Linked DNA regions of Mus musculus: region 2 is linked to region 1. A link is a contact called in public promoter capture Hi-C data. All regions are on one chromosome and are shown on one strand. The core of a region is the stretch at or near the end of the contact, and the rest is flanking DNA. Distances in the headings are between cores, read along the strand shown. Region 1 holds the start of Shc4 (SHC (Src homology 2 domain containing) family, member 4). Region 2 holds the start of Ap4e1 (adaptor-related protein complex AP-4, epsilon 1).

What was found. Promoter capture Hi-C pulls out the DNA fragments that hold promoters and counts their contacts.
Region 2: a contact with region 1 is called in a promoter capture Hi-C map of stem cell-derived epiblast-like cells, with 3 times the contacts expected there. The contact joins the promoter of Ap4e1 here to the promoter of Shc4 in region 1. A contact is called at or near these places in 2 of 39 promoter capture datasets (embryonic stem cells and stem cell-derived epiblast-like cells) and 1 of 115 datasets of contacts at active chromatin or transcription factors (astrocytes).

The regions. Positions count from the first base shown.
Region 1 is chr2:125,720,477-125,726,830 of GRCm38.p6, forward strand. It overlaps Shc4 (SHC (Src homology 2 domain containing) family, member 4), which reads right to left and starts at 3,672. Exons shown (of 12, transcript NM_199022.2): 1 at 2,317-3,672. The coding sequence starts at 2,901.
Region 2 is chr2:127,005,422-127,011,775 of GRCm38.p6, forward strand. Ap4e1 (adaptor-related protein complex AP-4, epsilon 1) reads left to right here and starts at 3,290. Exons shown (of 21, transcript NM_175550.3): 1 at 3,290-3,479. The coding sequence starts at 3,333.

The DNA.
Region 1 (6,354 bases), core at 2,422-4,921:
GCCAAAGCCAGCTCTAACTTAAGGTAGATGGAAAACGGAGTCTCTGTTGCAATGAATGAAGAATCACAATGTTGATTCTGACCCCAAGGACCCAGCCTTCTCCACCCAAGTGACTGCCTCTCTGTTGACTCTGCTGTCACATCTCCAAGGCATCACTAACATTTGAAACAGGGACAAGATCATTTCTGATGCTTAGGATTCGTCTATTTCATTGATCAACATCCAGCTTCTACAATGGATCCTGCAATGTGATTGGTTCATAGTATGTGGCAGTCAGACACATGAGTACCTGGGAGTAGACAGCAATAGTGACATATATGGAAATGAGGAGAAACTCGGGGGCTCCTTTAAAGTCCTCACTGGCCCATGCTCACTTGCCATTAGGACATTGCTCGACCCCCACCCAACCTGATCTATCACCCCACCAAGCTTTGCATCTATGTATGCTTGTTCCTATGGACAAGAGCACTGCACAGCCATGATGTGTCTTTCTCAGTACAATATTTTTCAATGAAAATTAAGAGGCTGGTTCTTCGTTTTTAAAAACTGGTTCACATCCCAGTAGGATTCTCAAGGACAGAATGACAGCCAGGGTGGGACTCTGTGGGAAGAGAACTAAGAATGGTATGTAGGAGACAGGAACCCAGATAATTTCTGAGTTGAAAAATTACTCCTCTTGTATTCCTCTGAGACATTTTAACTTGATAACATGACAAATGAAACCCTTTTGTCTTTCAAGTTAGGCTCTATAAATATTAAGATATTTTAGATTTTGTGAGAAAGGCAGCTAAAACCAGAGATGCACATCACAATATCATAGCAAAACTGTGAGTTCATTTGGGTTATGGGGTCAGCATTTCTCCTGGAGTAAGTTATTACCACTGTGAGAAGACAGCTGGTGTCCTCATTAAAAACCCAGAAACACTGGTAAAGATATGAGTGTGGGGAGCCGACAGGGATACAGGACAGAAGGAAAGGTGGGGCTGAAGGTAGGAATCTGAAGGCAATAGGCAGGTGCCAAGAGCCCAGGTTTGGGAGTCACTCCAAACCATAAAGGGTTGGCACCCTACAGCTTGACAAGTGTAATGCTCTTCTGGATTTTCCACAAACATGCAAGCCTGGTCACAGTATGCTACTTGCTGTTGAGGGCAGGAGCTGGGCTCTGCACGCTTATCTTCCTTAGGGGCTGTGGGCATCCATTTACCAAGTCTGCTCCAAGCCCGTTCTCTCTGTAATCTCTCCAGCATCCCCCAAGCTGTCCATGAGCCTGATGCTGTCAGTGTGCAAAGCAATCACCCACTCTTCTGCCTTCAGCTCTGACTTTTTAAGCTCAATCACTGCCGGGCTGATGAGACTGCTCACCTGCACACCAGCACCTCTAGATAGCACTGTTGTTATCGGAGAGGTCAAGTGCAAACTGATGAGTCCCCTTCCCAATTGACTCTGCTGACTCTGGCATCCTGAGTATCATCCAGGACTTAACTTTGGAAGTTATTCTTCATTCTCTAGTCTTCATCCTAACTCAGCTACACCCTCCATGAAGAACAGCAAGCATTCTCACTGGCCTCGAGGATCTCTTCCTGCTTCAGCACAAGTTAAATAAATCATCAGATGAATCTTTTAAGACCTACATTCACGATATGCCTGCGGACCTATGAGGATCTTGCTCACCAGTGTTTATAGCCTCTCTGTTTGGCCCTTGAAGAGCTTTGATGACCTCCCTTTCTTCCCTGTTCTAATTTGTTCAGTCCCTGGGGACTGTGCTAGCCGTCACCTCCACCTCTCCGTGCCCTCTCCAGGACAAACCCCAAGCTTCCCCGAAGACCCCACAGTGACTTTGATCTACTCTTGCGCCTGTCCTGAATCAACCTTTCTACCATAGATACACCTTCTCATAAATCTCAGAACCCAGCTACACCCGGCTCCCCTGTCCCAGAGTCCCTGAGTACTCTCACAGATGCATCAATTGCTGAACATTGAAATGTCGATTCCAAAATAAATAAATAAATAAATAAAACCACGTCAAATCCCTTTTATACCACGTCTCAGTTGCCATCTTATCTGTCTCTATGAGAAGCTATGTCTGAGCCAACAGCTGCCTATGGGTTAGCAATGGCTCACACCCTTGGAGCAAAGTGGATCTGACTCTGGCATGTGTCAGATCCCTGTAGGAAATCTCTAAGGCCAACTCTCCCTTCGGTTGATCCAGCGGTATGTCTTGTAATCTAGAGCCCAGCCAGGTTAAATCGAAGTCCCCGCAGAGAGCACAGCTGCCCTTCCTGTGAGTGCTCAGGGAGTAGGCCTTAAGGGACTTACCCGCACACAGTAGTTCAGACCGTTCCCCAACAGGTGCTGCAGAGGGGGCCCGTCCTGCTTGCTCCTGGGGCTTGGTTCTCCAGGGCCAGGCAGTGGGCAAGTATCAGGACGCAAAGAGGTGGGCCTGCGTCCCACCTGGTCCGGATCCGGTGCAGGTGCAGGTCCAGTCCTGTTTAGATTGGATTCTGGGGACGCTGGACGGCTTGGAGTCTGATCCTGGTTCTCTTGGAGCTTCAACCGGCTCACCTGTTTCGTACCCAAGCAGAAGGTTTTCAGACCCAGAAAAGTGATGGGGTTGGCCAGCTTCATGCTTGCCATACGGGGAATCAAGGTGCACAGCGCCGTGGGGCTCTCCTGGCTGGACACAGTGGCATCCTCAGTCGGCAGGTGAGGGGCCAGGGCTGGGTAGGGAGGCGGCGACGAGCCCTTGTTTCCAACGGAGCCTCCGGGGCTCCCTTCGTCCAAAGACGTGATGGACTCGTTCCGAAAGCGGCTGTACTTGGTCCTGTGAAGCATCCCCAGGTGCCCAAAGAGTCCTACATACAGCGTGAGTCCTGCCTGGCTGTCCTGGCTGCGTTCTCGCATAGCCTTAGCAGTGCTGAGACTGGGCACCGCAGCCTAAAGTGCCTCGCAGTCCGGTAGACCCACGCCACAGTCACCTCTCCTGCTCTGGCGGTCACCAGCCCGGGTCCGAGACTGCTCAAGGATGACAGTCCCGGAGGACGCCTCCCCAGCTCTGATTGCAGGCCGGCCCTTCCAGGCCCTGGCAGAGGCCCCCGGAGCGCGGGGGGTGGGGTGGGGTGGGAGCGGGGGTGTCTTCGCCCCGGAGTCCCGTCCCCCAGGCTGGGGCAGCGGGTGCCACCACGCCTCTAGTCTTAGCAGAAATATTTACCCCCTTTTCCTCTGCGCACAGGAACTTTCAAACCTGCTCCCCTCCAGCTCCCACGGGGCGGGGCAGGGACTAGCCCATTAACCCTTTATTTGTTCCCGTGACTGTTCATTTCAAAGGGAAAAATAAAAAAGCGCATAAGAGTCAAAGGCCCTTCTGTATGGGCTGGGGTTATGACGGCTGCCCTCTCTCGGAGGATCTTGGTTCTGGGCCACCAGCCAGGAGTCCTAGCGACGGGCGCTGGTCTGCATTGTTCCTCCAGCTTGAGGTCCGGGCATCCTCTGTGTGGCTCGGGTCCGATCCCGGCCGGCCCACCCCTTCTCAGGGCGCCCTTCCCTCCTGTACTCTCCTGCAGGCTTTTTTCAGGAGGAGCCTGTGCACAGCAAAAGGCTGAGTTGAGCAGACGATACCCAGGCTGTTGAAATTTTTATGAATGAACTTTGCCGAATGAATTTCCCTCGTTGTGTGAGAGCTAATAAATCTGTGAATGGAGCCGAGAATAGCTGTAATTGACTGACCCGTTTGGGGCGGCGCGGGGGTGGGGGTGTGGGGGGTGCGATTTGGTTTTCATCCAATCAGGCTGCAGCTTCATGAGTCATGCACCGTGAATATACTAACTAGTAGCCGGGAGAAACGAAGCCGGGCAGAGAAAAGGGAGGGTAATATCTGATGAATGGGTTAAAAGTAAAGGCAATCTTTGCTCCTGGATCGTCAGTATGCTGGGAATCAGAAGGTTAAAAATCGATTTCCTTTCTTGTTAAGATGGGGAGGGGCGAGAAAGGAGCTAGAAATTAGATATATTGTTCCATGGACATTAGGGCATATGTTACACAAACAACTCTTGTTCAAAGCCTAGATTCGTTTTTCTTAGAAACGTTTTTTTTTTTTTTAATTGATTGCCGCCCCATCTTCTGTCTGATACAATTTCCTGAGCCCATCAAAGGCCCCGGGAAGACAACCGTAAAGGCTGAGCCCACAGGAAGCCTGAGCCCCAGCTGGGCAGAGGAAATGCAGGTTCATTCAGGAGCTGAGAAGAGCGGACTGCTGAGACCTTGGGGTGGGGGTGGGGTGAGAGTCTCCGGGAGGAAGCAGCTGAGGTTGCGTTTCTCTGTGAGCCTTGGCTCCAGTACCTGAGACTATTCATGATTTCGAATACTAAGGCAGCAGCCAAGAGAATCTGGGAAGAAGGCCACCTCACCTTCTCATTGACCACGGGCTCTCGAGTGCTCAGGACTTAGCCTGAACTCCAGGGCCATCCAAACACAGGTTTGAATGAAACCAGTGCAGGTGACTAGGAGACAAAGGCGCCTCGCCGCCGCCAAGCTTTTGTGCTTAGGCTCAGAACGGCTTGTTAGTATCCTGCCTGACAACTTTGTGAGCTTTTTCTATCCACTGGGAAGGCCTTTTGTGGCGTCCTATACCTTCCTTTCTGACTTTCTTTTTGCACCTCCACATTTGGCAAACACGAAAGGAATGGCTAAATCAGAACTCATATACCCGGAACCTAGGGAGACAGGATCAGGGGAGTGGAAGGTGGGAGGAGGAGGGAGTAAGACTGAAAAAATCCGCTAGTACCTCTACTGCTACGCATGCTTCTCTTTCATCTCTGCCTTCTCCTCTGGGTCCCACCTTACCGTATGCCATGCCACAGTAACATCCCACTACCTTGAGAGAAGTTCCTGTGAGTGGTAATGGCCTTGTCTGTGAGTGGCAGCTAATGAATGACGTGTGGGAGCATATGAAATAGCTACAGTCCCTGTAAAACATCCCCACAATGCTCCGGGAGAGTACCTGCATCTCCGAAGCATCCTGGGCAGCATTTTTTAAAAGGTTGCTGGAGAGATGGCTCAGTAGTTAAAAACGTGTACTGCTCTTGCAGAGGACCTGAAAGGGTTTGTGTCAGGTAGCTCACAGTACCTCTGGCTCCTGAGGATCTGATCTCCTCTTCTGGACTCCATGGCCACCTGCAAACACACACACACACACACACACACACACACACACACACACACACACACACACACTTAAAAACGGCACACACCTATACTTTTAAAATAATAAGATAAATCGTTAAAATAAATAAGCAAATTAAAGGCCAATGGAACCAGGGTGTCTCCATTGAAGTAGTGTTCCCAACTGCTAGAGTATACTATGTCATCTTAGGCAACCAAAAAGGAAAAGTACCACAAAGTAAGGGACACCAAGGAAGGAACACTGTCTCAAGAAGCTATTCCCAATGCTCGTCTGTGTCTGGGAAAGGTGGTGATGCTGAAAACTCTAACAAGACCTCAGGATGCCGTTCTGCCTGTAGGCCTGAGTGACCTAGAAGGCCCTCTTAGGCAGCTCTGCATTGTGCTGACCAGACCAGCATGATAGGGCACTCTGGGGGCTGCAGGCTGAGCTAGGTGGACCAGCAAGCATGACGCTGTGAGCTACTTCTCTGTCCTGGGAGCCTGGAAGACATTCACTATCACCCGCTGAAAAGCTGTCCCTCTGTCCAGCAGCCCTGGAGATGGCTGGCTAAGAAGGTATATGGGGAGAAAAGGGCCAATATATCGTCTCCCACTAGAAACAGAAACAAAGACAACACTAAGTAATGGTCACTAGAGCTAGCCCACCAGGTAATGCCTGTGTGCCAGTAGTATTAACAACTGTCTGCACTGTGGCATAAAGTGTTAATGTTTGGTCTGTTGCAATGGATTGTAATGCTAAATTCTGTACCTGAAGATCTAGGCCTACAAGTGAATTCTCACATTTACACACTTTTGTTGTGCAAACCTTGTTCCTTGATTTAAAATGATTGGTTAGCCTGGCAGTAGTGACCCATGCCTTTAATCCCAGCACTTGGGAGGCAGAGACAGGTCAGCCTGGTCTACAGAGTAAGTTCCAGGACAGCCAGAGCTACACAGAGAAACCCTGTCTCAACAAACAAAAACAAAAACAAACAAAAAATGATTGGTTAAATAAAATTGTCTACAGCTAATTACTGGAGAGGCTAGAGGTAGGTGGGTTTTGAGTTACCTGGTTGAGGGTGGAGAAGAGAGACCAGGAAGAGAAGGAGAAAGAATGAGAGGAGAGGAGGAAGCCACCATGAAGGGAGATGGATCATGAGCATGTGACCAGGAGAAACAGCAAGTATCTGAGGTGCA
Region 2 (6,354 bases), core at 2,040-4,539, 1.3 Mb after region 1:
GTCCTCCCCTTCCACCATGTGGGTTCTGGGGAGTGCCTTTAACCCACGGAGTCATCTCCCCAGCCCGAGGCCAAGCAGTTTTTAAAGCCCTGATTCTCGTTAGTCAGCACAGCCTCCAGATCCCCTCCGGTGGAACAGAACTTCCAGGGTTACTTTACTCCTGTTAGCTTAGCTTGATTCCCGGCTGAGCCCTGGCCTCTTTCTGTCCCACTCCGCACTGGGCATTCTAAATGGAGCTTTTTTCTTTTCCTCATCCTGGATCTTGTAGATGGTTAGGAAAAGTCCTTACAAAGACATCCTGGGCGCTGAGCTGCTAAGATGGGTGCGCATAGGAAGATGCTCAAAGAGCATAGAGTGCCCTAGGTTTTTTGGTTGTTGTTTTGTTTCTTCTTTTTTTTTTTTTTTTTTTTTAATTCTGTTTCTTTCTTAAGCTGCTTGGGGAAAAGCAAAAACAATTGTAGATTAAATCTCTTTACAGGTAGTTCAACTGGACTGTCTAAATACGCAGCGTGGAACAGAACATCGTTTCGTCTCACAGACCGTGGTTTAAACTACTTAGACAATATAAGCTGAGACACGGAAGACTTATAGCTAAATAGAGATTTTCACCACAAAGAATCTGCTGTAGAGGGATTTATCCAGTGAACACAGAACTCTTCCAGCGAATGCCAGGCTGATTCGGGTTGCACGGGGGAGTGGGGAACACTGTGGACACAGCCTCCAGGTTAGGAGTCAAAGCAGAGAAAACAAAATACAGGCAAAGTTCTGTGTGACGTGTGACTTGCTCACAGCGGGAGAGGAGATGAACAGCGTGTCTCACCCTGGGGCAGGCAAATGGAACCACTTCTTTCAGCTCTCCCTTTCTTCTCTGTACACGATTTATTTATTTTATTTTTATGTTTTTATGTGTGTGCCTATGTGTATGCATGTTCACCCCAGGTGTGCAGATGTCTTCAGAGACAGAAGAGGTTGTTGAATCCCCTAAAACTGAAGTTACAGGTGGTGTGAGTTGCCTTTGCTGAGAATTGAACCCCGGTCCTCTGCCACAGCTGCACCTGCTCCTAACTCTGAGCCATCTAATGCCTAAAAGCCATTTCTTTTGGCTGCAGCCGCTGCCTCTCCCCTGGAGAGCCCAATTTGGCTCTCCCCAATACACTTTCAGATTTCAGAGCAAGCTGATATTCCTCCAAGTAAATTTCCTCCTCTCAAGAAAGAAAAGTAAAACAAAAGGGACTTTGAGATTTCTGTTTTGTTGTTGTTGTTTTGGTTTTTTTTTCTTTGTTGTTAAAGAACCTGGACCTGAAATTCAATGTACATGAGTTATAGAGCCAAGAGCTGGGAAGTCTGAGTTAGGGCCAATGGCCGTTCCGCTGGCGCCCACTTGTGTATAACAATGGAACTTTTTGTAGTGGTTTTTGTTTTGTTTTGGGACAAAATCTCCAGACAGCCTTGGGCGGCTCTTAACTGACTATGTAGACCTAGATGCCCTCGAACTCACAGAGATCCACCTGCTTCTGCCTCCCAGCACTGTGATTAAAGGCCTGTTTGTGCCACTATGCCTGGCTGAAGTCCTAGGCCGAATTATTTATTTATTTATTTTTGGCTTTTGACGTTTGGAGACAGCGTTTCTCTGTATAGCCCTGGCTGGCTTAGAACTCAGAGATCCACCTGCTTCTGCCTTTTGAGTGCTGGGATTAAAGTGTATGCCACCTCATACAGCTCTAAATTGAATTCTTTTAAGCTGTCTAGACCCCGCTTCCGCAGTACCAAGGAATCACCTTGCCTATTGGCTCCCTCTCAGGTCACTGACCACCTCCTTGTGGTTTCTAAAGCTGTTCTATGGCCACGACCTACAGGTTTGGCATTTTTGAGCCTTTTAAGCTGTTGCATAATTTTCTAGCCAATTCAGTATGCTAATGAAAGCTGTGTAAGAAGTTTTAGTGCGGGGGTGGGTGGATATGGGGGACTTTTGGTATAGCATTGGAAATGTAAATGAGCTAAATACCTAATAAAAAATAGAAAAAAAAATAAATAAAAAAAAGAAGTTTTAGTGCTGCTTGAAAAGCAGGAACAACAGAGTTTTGCTTTTTATATAGCCTACCATGTCTCTGTTTCAAATGTGTAATTTTTCTTCCTTTAAACTTTGGTCCAAACAATGACCCTGTTTTACTGGCACCACAGCACAATTTGAAAAAGCTCTATTGGATAAGACGGACTAAGGGGGATAGTGAACATCACCCAGGCCAGGGGAAGGAAAGTTTCACTTTACTTTTTGGCAGTGTAGCCGCGTTCCTTTCACCCGAGTCAGAAATGTATCAGCTTTCCCCAGCATATTTTTTAGGTGGAAGAAAAAAATTGGGGGATGGGGAAAGTTAAGACAGGGTTTCATATAACTCAGGTTTGTTTTGAACTTGATATGGAGCCGGTGATGCCCTTGAATTTTCTTGCTCCTCCTTCCAGTCTCAAGGGCTGGGATTTCAGGCAACAACCACTACATGGCTGGAAAGTAAGTTTTCTAATTTAAACTAGTGAAAGGGCCTAAAGTTAAAAAAACACACACACACATACACACACACACAGTAAACAAAACTTTACGTAGGCATAAAATATTAAATTCTAAAGAAAATCTGTTTTAAATAATTTAAATATTGAGATTTTTCAATAAATTAAACTTTTTTAAAAAAAGATTTATTTATTATTATAAATAAGTACCCTGTTGCTGTCTTCAGACACGCAACAGAAGAGGGCGTCAGATCTCATTATGGATGGTTGTGAGCCACCGTGTGGTTGCTGGAATTTGAACTCAGGACCTTTGGAAGAGCAGACAGTGCTCTTACCCACTGAGCCATCTCACCAGCCCTAAACTTTATCTTTGCATAACTATTCTGTCAGGCAAACTTTTTCTTTTGTTGAGGTGTAGGTACAAGAACAACTTCAAGATTTAAGAAAAAAATTTCACTTATCACAGACAAAGTTTCAGAGATAAGAGCTCCTACAGGTGTTAAGAACACTATAAAGATGGTAGGTCAGGTTTGTAATCCCAGCACTTGGAGGCTGGGACAGGGGAATGGCACGAATTCATTAACCTTGGGAAGTTCGAGAAAATACAAGATCATGCACACACATTTCACCGCTAATAGAATGATCATGAACTTCATGTCTCCAGAGAACTCCTCTCTCCTCCTAGACTCGTGCGCCCCCAGGCGGTGTTTCCCGGAACTTCATCCTGCTCGTCCTGCTCCGGCGCGAATAAAGATTTCTTATTCAAAACGCCGGAAGTGACTACGGAGGCCGGGAGAGTCAGCGCGAAGTAGCCTCGTAGGGAGGCAGCGATGAGCGACATGGTGGAGAGGACGCTGACCGCACTGCCGGGGCTCTTCCTGCAGAACCAGCTGGGAGGACCTGCGGCCTCCAGAGCACCCTTCTTCTCCAGGCTGGGCGGCCTCATCCGTGGCGTCACTGCACTCTCATCCAAGCACGTATGCGGCGGGGTTGGCTGGGCGGGATGGGGTGGGGCGGCGGGGCCGGAGACATCGGTCCGCTGGATGGACGCAGCCGGGCGTCCGCCTCAAGTTGCCTGTACCGACCGACCTCAGGAGGCCGGCTTTCTGATTTGGAGGCCCGAAGACCCTCCGTGTGTTTTCTCATGGGGTGCTTTGAGGATTACATGAGCTGTCAATCGAGTGAAAAAAGCCAGTATGACCTAAAGCCTGAGCTATAGGCTCCTACCAAGTTTCTCCTCCCTGTTGAGATTTTTGTTTTGTTTTGATTTTTCGAGACAGGATTTCTCTGTGTAGCCCGGGCTGTCCTGGAACTCACTCTGTAGACCAGGCTGGCCTCGAACTCAGAAATCCGCCTGCCTCTGCCTTCCAAGTGCTGGGATTAAAGGCTTGTGCCACCACTGCCCGGCTCCCTCTTGAGTTTTAATTTTTCTATTTGGAAGCATCACGTACTCGGACAGACAACCCTCATTCCCACCCCTGACAGGGCTGTTAATCTTTGCAGAGCTTGAGGTTTAGTCTAGACCAACGGGTTGGGCAAAGACGCGCTTTGAAAACTAGTAGTTACTATAGAAGTTATTAAGTTCCCACGTACTTTGTATGGTACTGACTCAAAGCCTCAAGGAGTGTTTGTCTTAAAAACATAATATTGTGTCATACTTTCTTCAGCAAGTATTTATCAAGCACAACTATATGTTAAGTAATGAAAATAGCAAAACACTTTTCTGTCTATTTTCTGTCCATTTTAGACTTAACATAAATAAGTAACTACAGTGCAGTGTAAATGCCTGCAGCATGGAGAAGAGAAACAAGATGCCTTTAAAGGTTTAAAACGGGCTTGTGTTCTCACTGGAAGCTGGTGTGTGGCAGGGCTTGCTGAACATCCCTTAATCATTATTCGTGTACTTAACATCTCTTCGTGCTTTTCTGTTGCTAATTTGTATGAGAGGGCAAGTAAGTATTTTGTGTGTACATGTATGTACTGAGAGAATGTGTATGTGCTGGTATGTGAGGATGCACGGACCCACGGCACATGTATAGGCTTCCGAGAACAGCTTTGGGTCTTAGTCCTTACCTTCCACCTAGTAGGTGAGATCTCTCTTGACGCTTGTTTCTGTGTTGTATATTCAGGCAGGCTGGCTAGGGAGCTTCGAGTGTTCTGTCTCACCATAGGAGTGCAGGGATCACAGGTCCACCTCACCACACCCGGCTTTGTGCTTTTTACACATTGAGCCATCTGCCTCTGCCACCGCTCTGAAAAATTTAGAGAATATAGTTTTTTTGGCTTAGTTTGAAACTGCACAGACAGCCAGATGTGGTATTACTGCCAGATGTATTACTTCTAAGTTTTGTTTTGTTTTTAGATTTGTTTCAAAGTTGTGTGTGTGTGTGTGTTTATGGCATGTGTACATGAGTGCAGATGCTCTCAGAGTCCAGGAGAGTGTGTGTGATCCCTTGGAGCTAGACTTTTAGGCAATTGTGAGCCACCAGAGTGGGTGTGAGGAACCAAATTCTGTCCTTTGCAAGAGCTCTGTGTATTCTCACCTGTGGCATCTCTGCAGCCCCCACCAGCAGTTCGGAATTAGCCACTTAACGTCAGCGACTCAGTGTGTGATTTGAACATAACATTGTATTAGTTAGTGGTTGGCCAGGCCCTAAGTGCTTCCTGAGGTCCAGCACAGGCAAGCATCAGAGTTGACCACACTGGTGTGTGCAGTAGACAGCGAGAGGGAAGATGGGCTGAGGAGGATGAGGAAGAGTAGAGGTCAGGAAGACTGTGTCTGTCTGTCTGTCTGTCTGTCTGTCTGTCTGTCTGTCTGTCTGTCTTCTGCGTTCCATGAACACTTTTTATTTTATCCCATCAACACTTTTTGCTTCTGGGAAGATGTAACTTCATCTTCCCAGATCCACACTTTTTTTTTTACTCTCTTTTCACTTAGACTCTTTGTTTTTGTTTTTTGAGTCAAGGTCTTACCATGTAGCCGTGGTTGTCTTGGGGCTTCCTGTACAGACCTGGCTGGCCTTGAACTCACAGAAATCCACCTGCCTTTGCCTTCAGACTGACTGCTGGGACTAACGATGCATACCACCATGCCTAGCTGTTCTGAGTTGTTAAAACCTACACGTATTTATACGTGTACCATCCCCATCACATTTAGGGCCTGGCCAACCACTGGCTAATACGATGTGATCTTTAAATCACACACCGAGTCCCTGAAGTTAAGTGGCTAAAGACCTGCTAGTGAGGGCTGTGTGGTGGGATCATGTGGTCATCAGGCTTGGTAGGGTGAGCCTCCATCCACCGAGGCATCATCTCACTACCCCGATTTTGAATCTTTTCCTTTTTGGTTGTTATTTATGTTTGTTTGGTTTTTTTAAACAAAAAACACCAGGGTTTTTCTCTGTAGCCCTGGCTGGCCTGAAACTCACAGAGACCCACTTGCTTCTACTGCCAAAGCACTGGGATTAAAAAGGTGAGCATCACCACTGCTGGGCCCATCTTGAAGTTTTTGTTTTTAAATTAATTTATTTTTTATTTTATGTACATTGGTTTTCTTCCTACATGTATGTCTCTGTGAGGATGTCAGATCCCCTGGAACTGGAATAAGGGACAGTTGTGCTGGGAATTGAGCCTTCATCCTTTGGAAGAACAGCTAGTGCTCTTAACTGCTGAGCCACCTCTCCAACCCCTCATTTTGAAGTTTTAAAAAACAAATGTTTGCCAGTCTTCACTAGCCAAGCGAGTGAAATGAAGAGGATCACTAGGTTAACATGGAAATAATTATTCTTTCCAGGGAGGGTTCTGTGGGTCAGGGAATGTAGCTTTAAGAATGAGTATAATTGAAATTGTTCT